Linked DNA regions of Sus scrofa: regions 1, 3 and 4 are each linked to region 2. A link is a contact called in public Hi-C and HiChIP or PLAC-seq data. All regions are on one chromosome and are shown on one strand. Each heading gives the region's core, a stretch centred on a gene start, on an enhancer-like site or on the middle of the called end of the contact. The rest is flanking DNA. Distances are from core to core; before and after follow the strand shown. Region 1 holds the start of ASPSCR1 (tether containing UBX domain for GLUT4). Region 2 holds the start of ARHGDIA (Rho GDP dissociation inhibitor (GDI) alpha). Region 3 holds the start of MRPL12 (39S ribosomal protein L12, mitochondrial). Region 4 holds the start of CENPX (centromere protein X).

Evidence for each region. A called contact is a pair of places that touch in the nucleus more often than the background predicts. HiChIP or PLAC-seq counts read pairs in DNA pulled down with a chosen protein or histone mark.
Region 1: a contact with region 2 is called in an H3K27ac HiChIP or PLAC-seq map of alveolar macrophages. The contact joins the promoter of ASPSCR1 here to the promoter of ARHGDIA in region 2. A contact is called at or near these places in 1 of 5 promoter capture datasets (liver), 8 of 47 Hi-C or Micro-C datasets (blood, embryonic fibroblasts, liver and 3 more) and 2 of 2 datasets of contacts at active chromatin or transcription factors (alveolar macrophages and skeletal muscle).
Region 3: a contact with region 2 is called in an H3K27ac HiChIP or PLAC-seq map of alveolar macrophages. The contact joins the promoter of MRPL12 here to the promoter of ARHGDIA in region 2. A contact is called at or near these places in 2 of 5 promoter capture datasets (fetal liver and liver), 9 of 47 Hi-C or Micro-C datasets (blood, embryonic fibroblasts, heart right ventricle and 2 more) and 2 of 2 datasets of contacts at active chromatin or transcription factors (alveolar macrophages and skeletal muscle).
Region 4: a contact with region 2 is called in a Hi-C map of skeletal muscle, with 13 times the contacts expected there. The contact joins the promoter of CENPX here to the promoter of ARHGDIA in region 2. A contact is called at or near these places in 2 of 5 promoter capture datasets (fetal liver and fetal skeletal muscle), 14 of 47 Hi-C or Micro-C datasets (embryonic fibroblasts, epiblast stem cells, fetal liver and 7 more) and 2 of 2 datasets of contacts at active chromatin or transcription factors (alveolar macrophages and skeletal muscle).

What each region holds. Positions count from the first base shown.
Region 1 is chr12:1,020,424-1,023,503 of Sscrofa11.1, reverse strand. ASPSCR1 (tether containing UBX domain for GLUT4) reads left to right here and starts at 1,572. Exons shown (of 16, transcript XM_021066377.1): 1 at 1,572-1,749; 2 at 2,546-2,601. The coding sequence starts at 1,648.
Region 2 is chr12:1,111,450-1,114,941 of Sscrofa11.1, reverse strand. It overlaps ARHGDIA (Rho GDP dissociation inhibitor (GDI) alpha), which reads right to left and starts at 1,547. Exons shown (of 6, transcript NM_001201384.1): 1 at 1,501-1,547. LOC110255935 (a long non-coding RNA gene) reads left to right here and starts at 1,638. Exons shown (of 2, transcript XR_002336921.1): 1 at 1,638-1,740; 2 at 1,973-3,492.
Region 3 is chr12:1,202,036-1,205,439 of Sscrofa11.1, reverse strand. MRPL12 (39S ribosomal protein L12, mitochondrial) reads left to right here and starts at 1,623. Exons shown (of 5, transcript XM_021066454.1): 1 at 1,623-1,864; 2 at 2,478-2,664; 3 at 2,794-2,877. The coding sequence starts at 1,791.
Region 4 is chr12:990,328-993,540 of Sscrofa11.1, reverse strand. It overlaps CENPX (centromere protein X), which reads right to left and starts at 1,923. Exons shown (of 4, transcript XM_021066397.1): 1 at 1,791-1,923; 2 at 1-42. The coding sequence starts at 1,820. LRRC45 (leucine-rich repeat-containing protein 45) reads left to right here and starts at 2,030. Exons shown (of 17, transcript XM_021066372.1): 1 at 2,030-2,681; 2 at 3,131-3,192. The coding sequence starts at 2,462.

The sequences.
Region 1 (3,080 bases), core at 323-2,822, 91 kb after region 2:
CTGGTCTTCACCAGGCCCAGCCCAGCCAGGCCACTGAGGGAGCGGGTCTGTTCTGCTCCCTACCTCTCCTGCCAGCGCCCACACATATACTACACTGCGCCTGGGGCGCTCCACCCCAGCCCGGCGAGCAGCATCGGTAGGAGGGGAAGACGCATGTGGGGGGACCATGCATTTGTTTGTCCCCCCATCAACAGTCATTCCTCCAGCAGTGTCTGCGGAGCACCGGCCCCTGCCAGGCTCTGCTCTGCATGCCCGCCAGTGGAGGACCAGGCAGATGGGACTGCCCCTGGCGGAGACGGTAAACAAGAGAGCAGGCACGAAAAACCTGTCCCAGCACACATGAGCCTTAGAGGAAACCCCGCAGTGCCGAAGAGGCCTGGCTGGGGGCAACTTGGGGTGCGAGGGGACCGGATGCTGCAGACCTGCATGTGGGGTCCTGAGGGGCAGAAGGGTGGGCTGGAGCGCTTGACCAGGCAGTGTCAGAATTGCCCAAGTGGAGCTCCTGCTGTGGCGGAACAGGATTGGCATCTTGGGGGCCACGGGGATGCGGGTTCAATCCCTGGCCCCACACAGGGGGTTAGGTATCTAGAACTGCCGCAGTGGCAGCCTAGGTCATCCCTGTGGCTCCAATCCGACCCCTGGCCTGGGAGCCCCATACACTGAAGGGCGGCCAAAAATGGGAAAAAAAAAAAATTTGCCCCAAGGGTGTCCGTTCCCAAGCCTCACATGCTCAGCTACAGGTGGATGTGAGGTCCCTGTGAGCAGGAAGGAGGGGACGGAGCAGGTCAGGGAAGTCAGCTCCCAGCCAGCGAACTTGACATCCTGGGTCCTGTGATACTCCCCAGCCTCAGGGGAGGGGTCTGGCTGATGGCAACCAGGCAATGTGTGCTTAGGGCACTGAGGCTGCACAGGGCGCATGCCTGTTGGACTGTGTGCGGTCGGCCCTGGGGCAGTGACTACCCGGAGGCTTTCCGGTTTTCTAGCATATGCATGCGGCCCTCTGTTAGGACAGGCTTTTTGTGAGACGCAAGTGTCAGCTACACAAAGGCCTAGCAGCACCCACACCACCAGGGTGGCAGCATGCCATCCCACACCCTACGCCTCCCTTCTCCGGCCTCCCCTGACTTGAGCAGCTGGAATTGGTCGGGGTGGGGGGCAAGTTCTGCCACGCGGTTCAGCAGCTGCAAGACTGAGGGCACCGAATGCTCGTTGTAGACTTTCACCGCATCTGCTCTTGGGTCTGCAGATTCTGGCTGGCCTTTCCCCGCGGCCGCTCCCTGACCCTCACACCACCTCTCAAGGCGGCACGCATTCACTCGGCAGAGGTGCGGGGCCTGATCTCACAGCTCAGGACCAAAGGGGGCAGGGCTAGGGCAGGGAGCCCTCGCCTCGGTGCGCTCGCGGCCCACACGGTCAGCCCAGACCCGGGCCACGTGGCCCCGCGGGGGTGACCTCGCGGGACCACTGCTGGGCGGGCGCTCGGGGGCCCAGCGGAAGCGTCGGGGGGCGTGGCCAGGCAGGGGCGGGTCCGGAGGCGCGCTGGCCCCGCCCCGGCCCCGCCCCCGCCCCCGCGTGGCCGTGCGTCCCGCTGTAGCGGATAAAGTTGTTTGACGCTGGGCGGGCGGCGGCGGGTCACGTGAGCGGAAGATGGCGGCCCCGGCAGGCGGCGGGGGTTCCGCGGTGTCGGTGCTGGCCCCGAACGGGCGGCGCCACACGGTGAAGGTGACGCCGAGCACCGTGCTGCTGCAGGTGCGGCCGCGGGCAGGGGGGGCGGCGGGAGGGGGTCGGGGGCGCGGCGCCGGCCGCTGCTGCGGTTGCTTCGAGGGCCGCGGGGGCGGGGCCGGGCGGAGCCGGCGGGGCGGGGCTTGCGGTGGCCAATGGGCGGCCTCCTGGCGCGGCGGGCGCCGGGCCCCCGGCACTGAGGGGCCGGCGGGGGTCGCGGCCCCTGCCGCCCTCGGCGGAGGCGGCGGCGCCCCCAGCCCCGGTCCCCACCCCGGGGACGCTCTCCGGCGCGGTGCGCTGCCGCCGGCTGTGCTGAGTCACTGGCGGCACTTCGCCGGGCAGCCGGCCGACGTCGAGCCTACCACGTTGAAAGTGCCTGCTGAGCGCGGCTGTGTCGGCGACCGTGCGCGCACACGGTGCGGCGGGGGCCGAGCCGGTGGTGACATCTCTGGGCGTGCAGGGCGCAGAAGGGGGCTCCCTCCCGGGGGGGCGGGCAGGACCCACTCGAGCTGGTTCTCTATGAGGGGGAGTCCCTGAGTGTGTGGGAAGAGGTCTGTGGGGACGGGTTGTTGGGGACCCGGTGTGCAGGGCCCTCCGCAAGAGCTGGGGTGACAAGGCAGGTCCAGTGCGGAGGAGGACAGTGCGCAGTGAGACGTGCGTGCCTTTGAGTGGTCGGTCCCTCTCATGGCTTGTACTGGGCTGTGTCCGGCAGAGCCAAGCAGCTCTCCAAGGGGCGAATTGTGCCCTGGGTGCCTCAGTGTCACTTGCCTACCACCCCCACGCCCATCGGATGCAGTGGCTCATGCCCTCATCTCACCCCTAGGTCCTGGAGGACACGTGCCGGCGGCAGGACTTCAACCCCAACGAGTACGACCTGAAGTGAGTGCTCTGGCCACTGTGGACTCTCCCCTCTCCCCAGCTCCCCTCCCCTCCCCCAGCCCGCCCTCCCCAGCTTAAAGGGACACAAGCCTACTTTCTCACCCCTGGGAGGCCAGGAGCCCCCGGTACAGTGCTGGTGGAGCCGCACTCTCCAGAGGTCTGGGGGGATCTGGTCCTGCCTCTTCCAGCTCCGGGGCTCCAGGTGACCCGAGGCTTGCGGCTGCCTCCCCATCCGCTGCCTCCTTGCTCCTGTGTGCTGTGTCTCTCTCTCTTTCTGTCCCTCATGAAGACGTGTGTCCGTGGATTCAGGGCCTCCCGGGTCATGCAGGATGACGTCATCTCGAGGGTCTTGATCACCCTCTGCAAAGGCCTTGTTTCCATAGGTCACACTCACGAGTTTGGGGGGTCAGGGGGTGGATAGATCCTTCTAGGGGTTACCATTCTGCGCACTGCAGAGGGTTTTTATGCATTTGGTGCTG
Region 2 (3,492 bases), core at 298-2,797:
CAGGTCCCACTGGTGATCAGTGTTGGATCTTCCTCCACAGGTGGCCAAGCCTCCATGTGGGCCCAAGAGCAGGCGCATCCTCTGTAACAGGAAGGCCATGACAGCCAGAACGTCGAAAAGGGCCCGGAAACAGTCTCCCGAGGCCCAGAAGGGCCACCTTCACCTCCTCATCCTGCCCACCTCAGGGGACCCAATTCCAGGTCCACAGTATCCAGGGCTAGAGAGGCCCCAGCCTGCCCCTTGCAAAGACCAGGGACAGCTCCCCTGCTTCCAGGAAGCAGCAGCACCCCAGACCTACCTAGCAGGGTCAGGACCAAGTCCTGCTGCTTGTCCTGAATCGCCCAGGGGCTCACCTCAAGAGATCCCTCCTACTGACTATTGCTGATCGGTCTGTTCCTTCAGGCCTGTCCTAAATGTCTGTGCAGGCTACAAGTTAGTTCTTTCTCACCCTACAAACACAAGGCTCTCCTAAGGCTCAGATGACAGGGCTAGCCTGAGTCGCACAGATAAATCCTGAAATGGACGAGGGACCCTAAATGTCTGCCAACCTTATCTCCAGCTGTGAGGGTTCAGAGACCTAGAATTTGGAAACTGCTCTAGACGTGTGGGAATTTCAGGAGCCCCCTTCGGGATCCTCGCCCAGAAGAGCTCGCAGCAGTGCCATCAAAGAGAGGAGCAGTGCATAGGGCAGCCACTGGTCTTCTTTCACTAAGAATGACCATCGCATACCCCCCCCGGAATCCCCGAGCAGTATCTGAAACCCGCTCGGACCCGACTCGGTGGTGTGGGAGGTGGGTCAGGGCCGCCGTTGTCCGTAAAGACAGCCAAAGCCGGGATGTGCGCGCGGACAAGATCTCACAAAGGGCCGCGGGGGACCCGGAACCACCCGGCCGCCGAAGGCAGGGTGGGGCCCGGCCCGTATTTCCAGACCTCCTAGTCGCTTCCTCTGGAATTCCTCTAGAAAGCTCACGCCCTAACGCCACTCAAGCGCGGCCGCAGGCGACAGGATCCTCTAAGTGCGATCGCGCGGCGCGCACTTCCTGCAGGGCCCGCAATCTGGACAGGGCGCGGCAGGCGCGCGGGGTGGGGCGCGGGGGCCACACGGCTCAGGCGAGTGGGCGTCCGGCCGGAGCAGGCTGGCGTGCACCGGCGAGGAGGGAGCCGCTGAGCACGAGCTGCGACCACAAAAGAGGCCTGCACCTCTGTGCATCCCCAGCTCCCGCCCCCGGCCCCTACGCCCCCACCTCTCGCCTTCCAGCTCCCTCGCCGCCGCCTCCCTCCTCCGGCGTCCCCGATTCGCACGTGGGCTGCCCCGGCGCCCCGGCCGCCGCCCGCTGTCACCGCCGCCCCCGCCCAGCGCAGACCCTTCGGGTGGGCAGGCAGGAGGGCGGGGCGGGCGGGGCGGGCGGCGGGAACAAAGGCGCGGCCCCCCGCCTCCCCCTCCGCGGCTGCCCCGCCCGCTAGCCCACCGCACCAGCCGGCCCCGCCGCCCGCGCTCACCGGAGCCTCGACCGCGCCGCTCTCGCGCTCCCTCCCGCACGGAATGACGAACGTCGCCGCCCCACCCGCGCGCGCCCGGCCGGCCACTTCCGGGATCACGCGACTTCCGCTCGCGCCGGGCGGGCTCCGGAGAGCGCATGCGTGCGCGGGGGCTGCTGGGAGCGCGCCGCGGCCATCTTGAGATCCCGGCTTGTGGGCGCGTCCCGCGTGGGCAGCGAGCGGGGAGCCCTGTGGAGGCCGGTAGGGTTGGGGTTCTGCGCCCTTTGGCACCTGCGTTTCCTGGTCCGGGGCGTCCCCGCGGGTCAACCCGCAAGCTAAAGGGGCGAGGCAGTGGCTCGCGGACGGTGGGCGTGGCACGCGAGGCGCAGGCGTGTCTCTCGGGCACGCAGCCGTCACACCGCGGGGACGCGCTAGTCGGGCAGCCCCCGTCCCCGAAACCAGCGCGCCGTCCCTGCCTTTCCTTCCTTTCCAGACCCGTCAGCGTTTGGCCGCCCTGCCGGGAGCGCTCCTTCACGAAGAGAAACTCAGCATCGGGAGCGGCTCTGTGCCGCTCGTGACTCCGGAAGCCCCTGGCTCAGCCGCCACCGTCCCCCGGGGTCTCCACCCGGAGCGCCGGGGCTGGGGGCGCGCGTGATTTGTGGCCGGCGGGATGGAGCCCGCGCTGCCGAGGGCCCCCAGCGCTCGTCTCTCCGCGTGGGGTCCAAGCCCTCCGCTCCACGGCGCGGTCACGTACGCTCACCTGGATGGCGCATCGGCTTGTTAGGCGGTAGAAGCGATAGAACTGCGAAATACTGATCTTAGTATTTTTGGAAATGTCTCAACTTGCGCCAGTTTGGGGAATACTGTCAGCTTTCTGTGTAGAAAGTTGAGCTGGCCAAAGGCAGAGCATTCCAAGCTGGTTGGTTCCTGGGATGTGCTTCGCAGGCGTCCTGTTACTGGAAGCTGCAACGCCAGAGCCGGGCGTCCTGCCTCGCTGCCAAACTGCTTTCCAGTAACCCAAGTGCCTTTTACTTTATTTATTCTTTTTTTTTTTTTTTTTTGTCTTTTTTTTGTCTTTTTGCTATTTCTTTGGGCCGCTCCCGCGGCATATGGAGGTTCCCAGGCTAGGGGTTGAATTGGAGCTGTAGCCACCGGCCTATGCCAGAGCCACAGCAACGCAGGATCCCAGCCGTGTCTGCAACCTACACCACAGCTCACGGCAACGCCGGATCCTTAACCCGCTGAGCGAGGGCAGGGACCGAACTCGCAACCTCATGGTTCCTAGTCGGATTCGTTAACCACTGTGCCACGAGGGGAACTCCTATTTATTCTTTTTTTTTTTTTTTTCTCTCGCTTTTTTTAGGGCCGCAGCCGTGGCATATGGAGGTTCCCAGGCTGCGGGTCACATCAGAGCTACAGCTGCTGGCCTACACCACAGCCACAGCAACACGGGATCCAAGCCTAGTCTGCAACCTACACCACAGGTCAGGGCAACTCCGGATCCCCCTGAGTGAGACCAGGGATCGAACCCAAAACCTCATGGTTCCTAGTCGGATTTGTTTTCGCTGGGTCCCACACCGGGAACTCCCCCAAGTGCTTTTTAAAAAAATACCAGGCTCTTACATACATCGTCTGTTGCTGTGTAAAAGCAGGCCATGAAATTTAGCCACTTGAAACGACCAATTTTATTATTTTGCATAGTGTCCAAGGATCAGGGAGCCCCTCTGCAGGGTAGTTGTGGCTTTGGGTTTTGTATGAGGCTGTGGTCAAGCTGGGAACCAGGGACTTGGTCTTTGGACATCTGCAGGAATTCAAGCTCATGCCTGCGCTGTGGGCAGGAGGCTCGGGTCCTCCCTTTGGGGAGGAGGATTCAGTTCCCTGCTTCCTTCGGCCTCCCTCCCGAGTGAGGCCTCAGAACAAGAGTAAGCTCAAGACACAGCCTTAGTGTCCCTCACAGCGTCGTGTCAGACGTGCCGCCACTGCTGCCTCTCCTGCTGGCGACACAGACCGTGT
Region 3 (3,404 bases), core at 374-2,873, 90 kb before region 2:
GGCCGGCTAGAGCGTCGACCCTCAGCTCGTATGCTCTTTGCATCTCGGGGCTAGAGTGTCGACCCTCAGCTCGTATGCGCCAGCAAGCTAGAGCGTCCTTTCAGCTCGTATTCTCCAGCCGGCTAGAGTGTCCTCTCAGGTTTTATGCTCGTTGGTCTTGGGGGGCTAGAGAATCGCCCAGCGCTTATGCTCAGCGGTCCGGCCGACTAGAGCGTCTACCCTCCACCGCTCCCTAGCTCGTATGCTCCTTGGTTTTGGGGGCTTCGAGAGTCGTTCTCCAGTTCATATGCTCGGTCCGACGGGCTAGAGCGTCCACCCTCAGCTCGTCTGCTCCAGCCGGCTAGAGTGTCCTCTCAGCTCGTATGCTCGTTGGTTCTGGGGGCTAGAGAATCGGGCCCCGGCTCTCATGCTCGTGGTCCGGTCGGCTAGAGCGCCCCCCAACTCGTACACTCAGCCGTCCGGCCGGTTAAAAGATCGGCCTTCCGCTCGTATACTCCAGCTGGCTAGAGTGTCCTCTCAACTCGTTGGTTCTAGGGGCTAGAGAGTTTTCCCCCCAGTGCATATGCTCGACCGTACGGCCGGCTAGAGTGTCGACCCTCATCTCGTATGCTCTTTGTTTCTAGGGGCTAGATCCTTGGCCCTCAGCTCGTATGCTCCAGCAAACTAGAGCGTCCTCTCAGTTCGTATGCTTGGCGGTCCGGCCGGCTAGAGCGTACACCCTCAGCGCACATGCTCCAGCCGGCTAGAGTGTCCTCAGCTTTTATGCTCGTTGGTTTTGGGGGCTAGAGAGTCCTCCCGCAGCGCGTATGCTCGGAGGTCCGGCCGGCTAGAGCGTCGACCCTCAGCTCGTATGCTCTTTGAATCTCGGGGCTAGAGTGTCCCCTCAGCTTTTATACTCGTTGGTTTTGGGGGCTAGAGAGTCCTCCCGCAGCGCCTACGCTCGGAGGTCCGGCCGGCTAGAGCGTCGACCCTCAGCTCGTATGCTCTTTCCTTCTCGGGGCTAGAGTGTCGACCCTCAGCTCGTCTGCTCCAGCCGGCTAGAGTGTCCTCTCAGCTTTTATGCTCGTTGGTTTTGGGGGCTAGAGAGTCCTCCCGCAGCGCGTATGCTCGGAGGTCCGGCCGGCTAGAGCGTCGACCCTCAGCTCGTATGCTCTTTGCTTCTCGGGGCTAGAGTGTCGACCCTCAGCTCGTCTGCTCCAGCCGGCTAGAGTGTCCTCTCAGCTTTTATGCTCGTTGGTTTTGGGGGCTAGAGAGTCCTCTCGCAGCGCGTATGCTCGGAGGTCCGGCCGGCTAGAGCGTCGACCCTCAGCTCGTATGCTCTTTCCTTCTCGGGGCTAGAGTGTCCTCTCAGCTTTTATGCTTGTTGGTTTTGGGGGCTAGAGAATCCCCCCCAGCGCTTCGGCTCAACGGTCCCGCCGACTAGAGCGCCCCCAAAGCGTATGCTCAGCCGTCCGGCTGGTTAAAAGGTCGGCCTTCCGCTCGTATACTCCAGCCAGCTAGAGTGTCCTCTCAGCGCTAATGCTCGGCCGTCTGGTCGGCTAGAGCGTCTCCCCTCAGCGCATGTGCCCTTTGGCTCCGGGGGCTAGAGAGTCCTCCCGCAGCGCGTATGCTCGGTGGTCCGGAAGGATAGAGTTTGTGTTTCCGACGACCCAGCCGGCTAGAGCGTCTTACCCCCAGCTCGGCTGTCCAGCCGGCTAGAGCGTCCTTTCTAGCTTGAATGCCTGGTGGCTGAGGCCGCTAGGGAGTCCCTCCTGTTGGGACCCGCGTGTGACCTTCCCGCCTGCGGAGCGATGCTGCCGGCGGCTGCAAGCTCCCTGTGGGGGCCGTGTTTCGGGCTTCGGGCCGCTGCGCTCCGCGTCGCCAGGTACCGCGGGCTGCCGAGGCCCGGGCGGACGGGCAGTGTGGGTGCTCTCGGCCGGACACTGCAGGTGCAGGTGGGGGCGGCGTCTTGGGCGGCTGGCTGGCTGCCCCCCTCCTCGAGCGGCTGGTCCCTGCAGGAGTAGAGGGCGCAAGGGTCCTTCCTGCCAGCCGCCTAACCACGTGGGCCGCTGAGCGTGCCGGCGTGGCCCTGGATGACCTTGGACGGGTTTCTGCTCCTCTCTGGGCCTCAGTTTCCCCGGCAGCGCAGTGACGTGGCGGGACTCCCGTGAGTGGATCTGGCTGGCGTTCGGCCGCCAAGAACCCCACGTCCTGAAAGGCGTTGTGTGGCAAAGCGCCTTCAAGTGTTTGTCTAGTCTCCACAAATTGGTGCAGCTTATCCAAAGCGAAAGTAACGTTGTAGAGAGCGGTTTTGCAAACAGTTACGTGCGTTTTTAAGGTCTTTGAAAAAGTCCAAAGTAATTGGAAGTCCCTTTTGTTAGCTGTGTGGGTCCTGCAGTGTGAGATCCCTGGGTTCGGACGGGGAAACTAGATCTGAGCCTGAGGCACCTGCGTGCCTGGCTTGTGCAGGCTGATGGCTCTGTTTGAACGGGATTCAGGCACCAGGGACCGAGACTGTGCGGTGTGCGGTTGATGAGATGCAGCAGCCATCGAAAGGGGGAGGCTCTTGCTGGGGCCCCCCTGGATAACGCCCCCAAGGAGTATCCCCCCAAAATCCAGCAGCTGGTTCAGGACATTGCCAGCCTTACGCTCCTGGAGATCTCAGACCTCAACGAGCTCCTGAAGGTACTGGCCAGGCGCCCCACCTCGTGGCCCCTTTGCGGGGGGTGGGGGGCTCCTCGAGACTGTGCCTGCTGCGACCAGGCACATCCAGTGTGGCGCCTGCTTCTGAGAGTGCTTTTCTCTGTCCTGCAGAAAACGCTGAAGATCCAGGACGTTGGGTTCATGCCCATGGGTGCCGTGGCCCCTGGCGCTCCCCCTGCCGCCGCCGCCCCAGAGGTGAGTGCAGGCCGGGCTTGCCGTGCATAGGCTGTGGCTCTAGTGCCTGGCTCCCACCCGGTCTCGCCTTGGGTGGCCAGGTTCTCTCCTCACCCGCCCTTCATCTGGGTCCTGCATCGGCCCCACACGATGTGGGGCCTCCCCGCCGAGGATGTCGGGCTTGCCCACCGGCCCCTGAGAGCGCACGGAGGAGCAGCAGCCCCGGCAGCGGAGAAGAGAAAAGGAGGGATGGTTGCAAGGGCACGATCCCAGAGAGAGTGGGGAGGAGGGGACGCTGCCCCGCATCCTCGGCTCAAGGCTCGGTTGTGGAAACCGCGAGTCCTGAACGGAGAAACCTATCTTGCGTTTGAGGATTTTCTTTTTTAATTTTTTTTTAGGGTCACACAGTACATGAAGTTCCCAGGCCAGGGGTCGAATCTGAGCTGTAGCCACACCCCTTCGCCACAGCCACGCCAGATCCGAGCCGCGCCTGCGACCTACAGCGCAGCTCCCGGCAGCGCCAGAGCCTCAGCCCACTGAGCGGGGCC
Region 4 (3,213 bases), core at 674-3,173, 120 kb after region 2:
GTCATCCTTGAAGTGCAGGTGCAGCAGCTTGCTCACTAGCTCCTGGGGACAAAGGAGGTGTCAGGTGGGCCACTGACCCCACCCTTTAGGCTTTGAGTCCTGGATGGGACAGGCTGGTAATTGCCACTAGAAGTGCTCTCTCTCCGGGGCTGGGGACTGGGCAGCGGGGAGACCGCTCCCTGGGAGGCTCCCGGCGGGACCAGAGTGGTTTCGTGCTTCTGGCCCAGGGACGAGGCGCTCTCCCACTGTGAGCCCTTCACGGGTCTGTCCACGCCAACATGGACAGCATCTTCCCGTAACTGGTGGGGAAGGGCACCATAGGAACCTTGGAGCTGGGCGGTCAAGGTCAGGGACGGAGCCCAGGCTACCAGCGGGACTTCCTGAACAGCAAGGATGGGCCAAATGCGGGGCAAGGCCCAGTCTCCTCAAGGGGGAGCTTGAGCCCCAGAGGACGGCACCACTGAGAGGAGATGGACTCGGGCCAGCAACTCAGCTCAGCTCGGAACATTTTCGTGAGGGACACACCCAAGGAGCCCAGGTAGAGCAGCCAGTGGGCAGCTGGGCCTGAGAGATGGCAGACGCTGGTGATGAGAACCGGGGAAGGTTGCTGAGGGTGGAGGCCAGACGAGAGAGGCTGTGAACGAGGGGCCAAGAGGACAGCAGCAGGGGGAGCCCAGACGGGGTGTTGTGCAGGCAAGGTGTGCTGGGACCCTCCAGGCCTCCAGCCTTGTCCACGGGAGATGGCACGGCCTCGCCCAGAGCTGCTGAGCAAAGCGGGAGAGCAGCGCGCGTGACGGGGAGCGGAGCTTGCCCCGGCCAGGGCTCAGGAGGGTGAGAGCTTGCAGCAGCCCGTACCTGCGGCAGCGTCGCAGCGGCCTCGCGCACCCTCCCAGAGTGAGCGCGCGAGCTTGGCGCCACCTGCTGGTCCCACCAAGAAAGCCCAGAAGGCCCTGCTGCCCCACTAGATCCCAGACTCCAGGGAAGAGCTGAAAGAGCCAGGCTGCCACCTGGGGAGCAGCTGCTGCACCGGCTTACCCTGACAACTAAAGGAGCCAGCACCAGCTGGGAGAGGGGGGTCCCCAAGCTTGCAAAGGGCAGCATGAGATCTGGGATTTGGTCAGCCTCTGTCTCTCTGTGTGGAGGACCACAACCCCCCACCCCGGCCCCGTGCCCCTCGCCTGGGACAGGCCTGCTCGTGGGTAATGACGGCAACCCCAGCTCTAGCCCGAGGCCTCAGGGCTAGGACTCCAGAGCTGCCCAGGATCCCAAGAAGGAGGCCCAGCCAGTGCTCCCCTCTGCAGCTATTACAGTGCAGGGAGGGCCCAGCCTCAGTGATTTCCCCTTTGACGCATTAACTCCTTCTAGGCCTGGGCAAAGTGGCCATCCAGGGTGAAGAGGGAGAACTCCCCCACTAGGGGCTGGCTGGACAAGGAAGTCCTCACCCAGGTACACAAAGGGCTGCTATCAAAAGCTCAGTGCTTCCTACCCTTAGCGCAGAGCAACAAAGCGAAACCCAGAGACCACTCACAGCCCGAAGGGTTTGGGAACCGAGCCTGCCGGCCTAGCGACCCACCCACTCGGGCCACGGAGGACTAAGTACGCGCGGGATGGGGGTCGTGGCCGATTCTGGGAATGGGCCGACCCTAGAAGGTACCGGCCGGCAGGACGGGGACTGGTTTAGGGCCCACACGTGGCTCACGCAGGGGGCCGGGCCCCGAGCTCGCTCCCAGTGCCTTCCCCGAGCCCCCTAGCCCGTCCCGCTCCGCCCCGCCTCGCAGTCCCTCGCTCACTTTCCGGAAGCCCGTGCCGCTTTCCTCCATGACCGCCGCCAAGTTGTGCGTTCTCAGAAGCCCGGCCCCCGCGCCTCCAGCCAATCGACCCGTAGCGCGCCTTCTGAAGCCTCGCCCCTGCGCCCCCCAGCCAATGGGGTCGCCGCGCGCGCCCACTCCCTCGCCCTAATTGGTCCTAAGCGAGCGCACCGCCCCCGCAAAGCGTCCTGGGAGTCGTAGTTTCCGCCAGGCCTTCCCGGCGCGCCCCGCTCTTCCTGGATACTGAGGGGCACCGCGGCCGCCAGCCCCCGCGGCAAGCGGGCGGGGTTCCTAGGCGCGAGGCCTGGGGCGGGGGCGGGAGCGGCCCCTCCGCTAGACGCCCCGCCCCCGAGAGCATCCTCCTCCCGGATCCTGGGCTTCGGCGACCCCGAGGATCACCCGCCCCCGCCCTCTCGGGGCCTCCCGCCAGTTGAAGCAACTGTTTGCTCCTCATTCCGCGGTTGCTGAGGGCGTAGGGTCTGTGTGCGCCCCCCTGCGCTGTCGGGGGCTCTCCGTAGACCCCAGGGGGAGGCTTACAGCCAGCAAGGACTGGGGCAGGGGAGCAGGAGCCAGCAGCCCACTTCCCCAGCCTCCCCGCCTCCGGGTGAGGCCTGTCTGGGAGCTTTGCCGGAAGCCCCGCCAGCCCTTCCCTCATGGAGGAGCTCCAGCGCGCCTACAGCCGGCTGTGCAAGGAGAGCGGGGCCGAGCCCCAGGAGGCCGTCCTGCAGCGGCTGCACGGGCTGCTGCGGGGCCGGCTGGACCTGGCCACACAGAGCTTGACGCTGGACACCTGCAGGGCTCTGGGCAAGCTGCTGCAGAAGGAGGCGCTGCTGACGGAACTGGTCCTGAGTGACTGCATGCTGAGCGACGAGGGTGGGCACCGACGGACCGCAGTGGCCACAGCAGCCCTTGCAGCTTCGAAGGGCGGGCAGGGGTCGGCGTCCCTGGGCTTGTTTGCCCTGCTGCTCAGCACCCCCAGGCCTTGGTGCTCGGTGGCCCGCCTGTCCTCTTCTTTGGGAGTCTCCCCTTCACTGTAGTCAAAGCAAGCAGCAGCATTCACTCGGGAAACTGGGGAGCATCTCTCTGTAGCGAAAAAACCTTAGCGCCCCCAGCCAGCTGGCTTAGGAGAGTCCGCATGGGGGGGGGTCTGCAGCCGGACTCCGCACCTGCCGCGTGTCAAACCTGACACAGGAGTGGGGCGACTGACTCATTTTTGGCATGAACCCTGGCTGGTCGGGGACCCTCGTCCCTTCCCTCCGTCTGGGGAGCTGCCCCTGATGGAGCCACCAGGAGCGGAGAGTGACTGTCCTGGTCCCTTACAGGAGCCACGATGTTGCTGCAGGGACTGTGTGTCAACACCGTGGTGCGGTTTCTGGATCTAAAGGTGGGTGGATCTGCGCTTAGG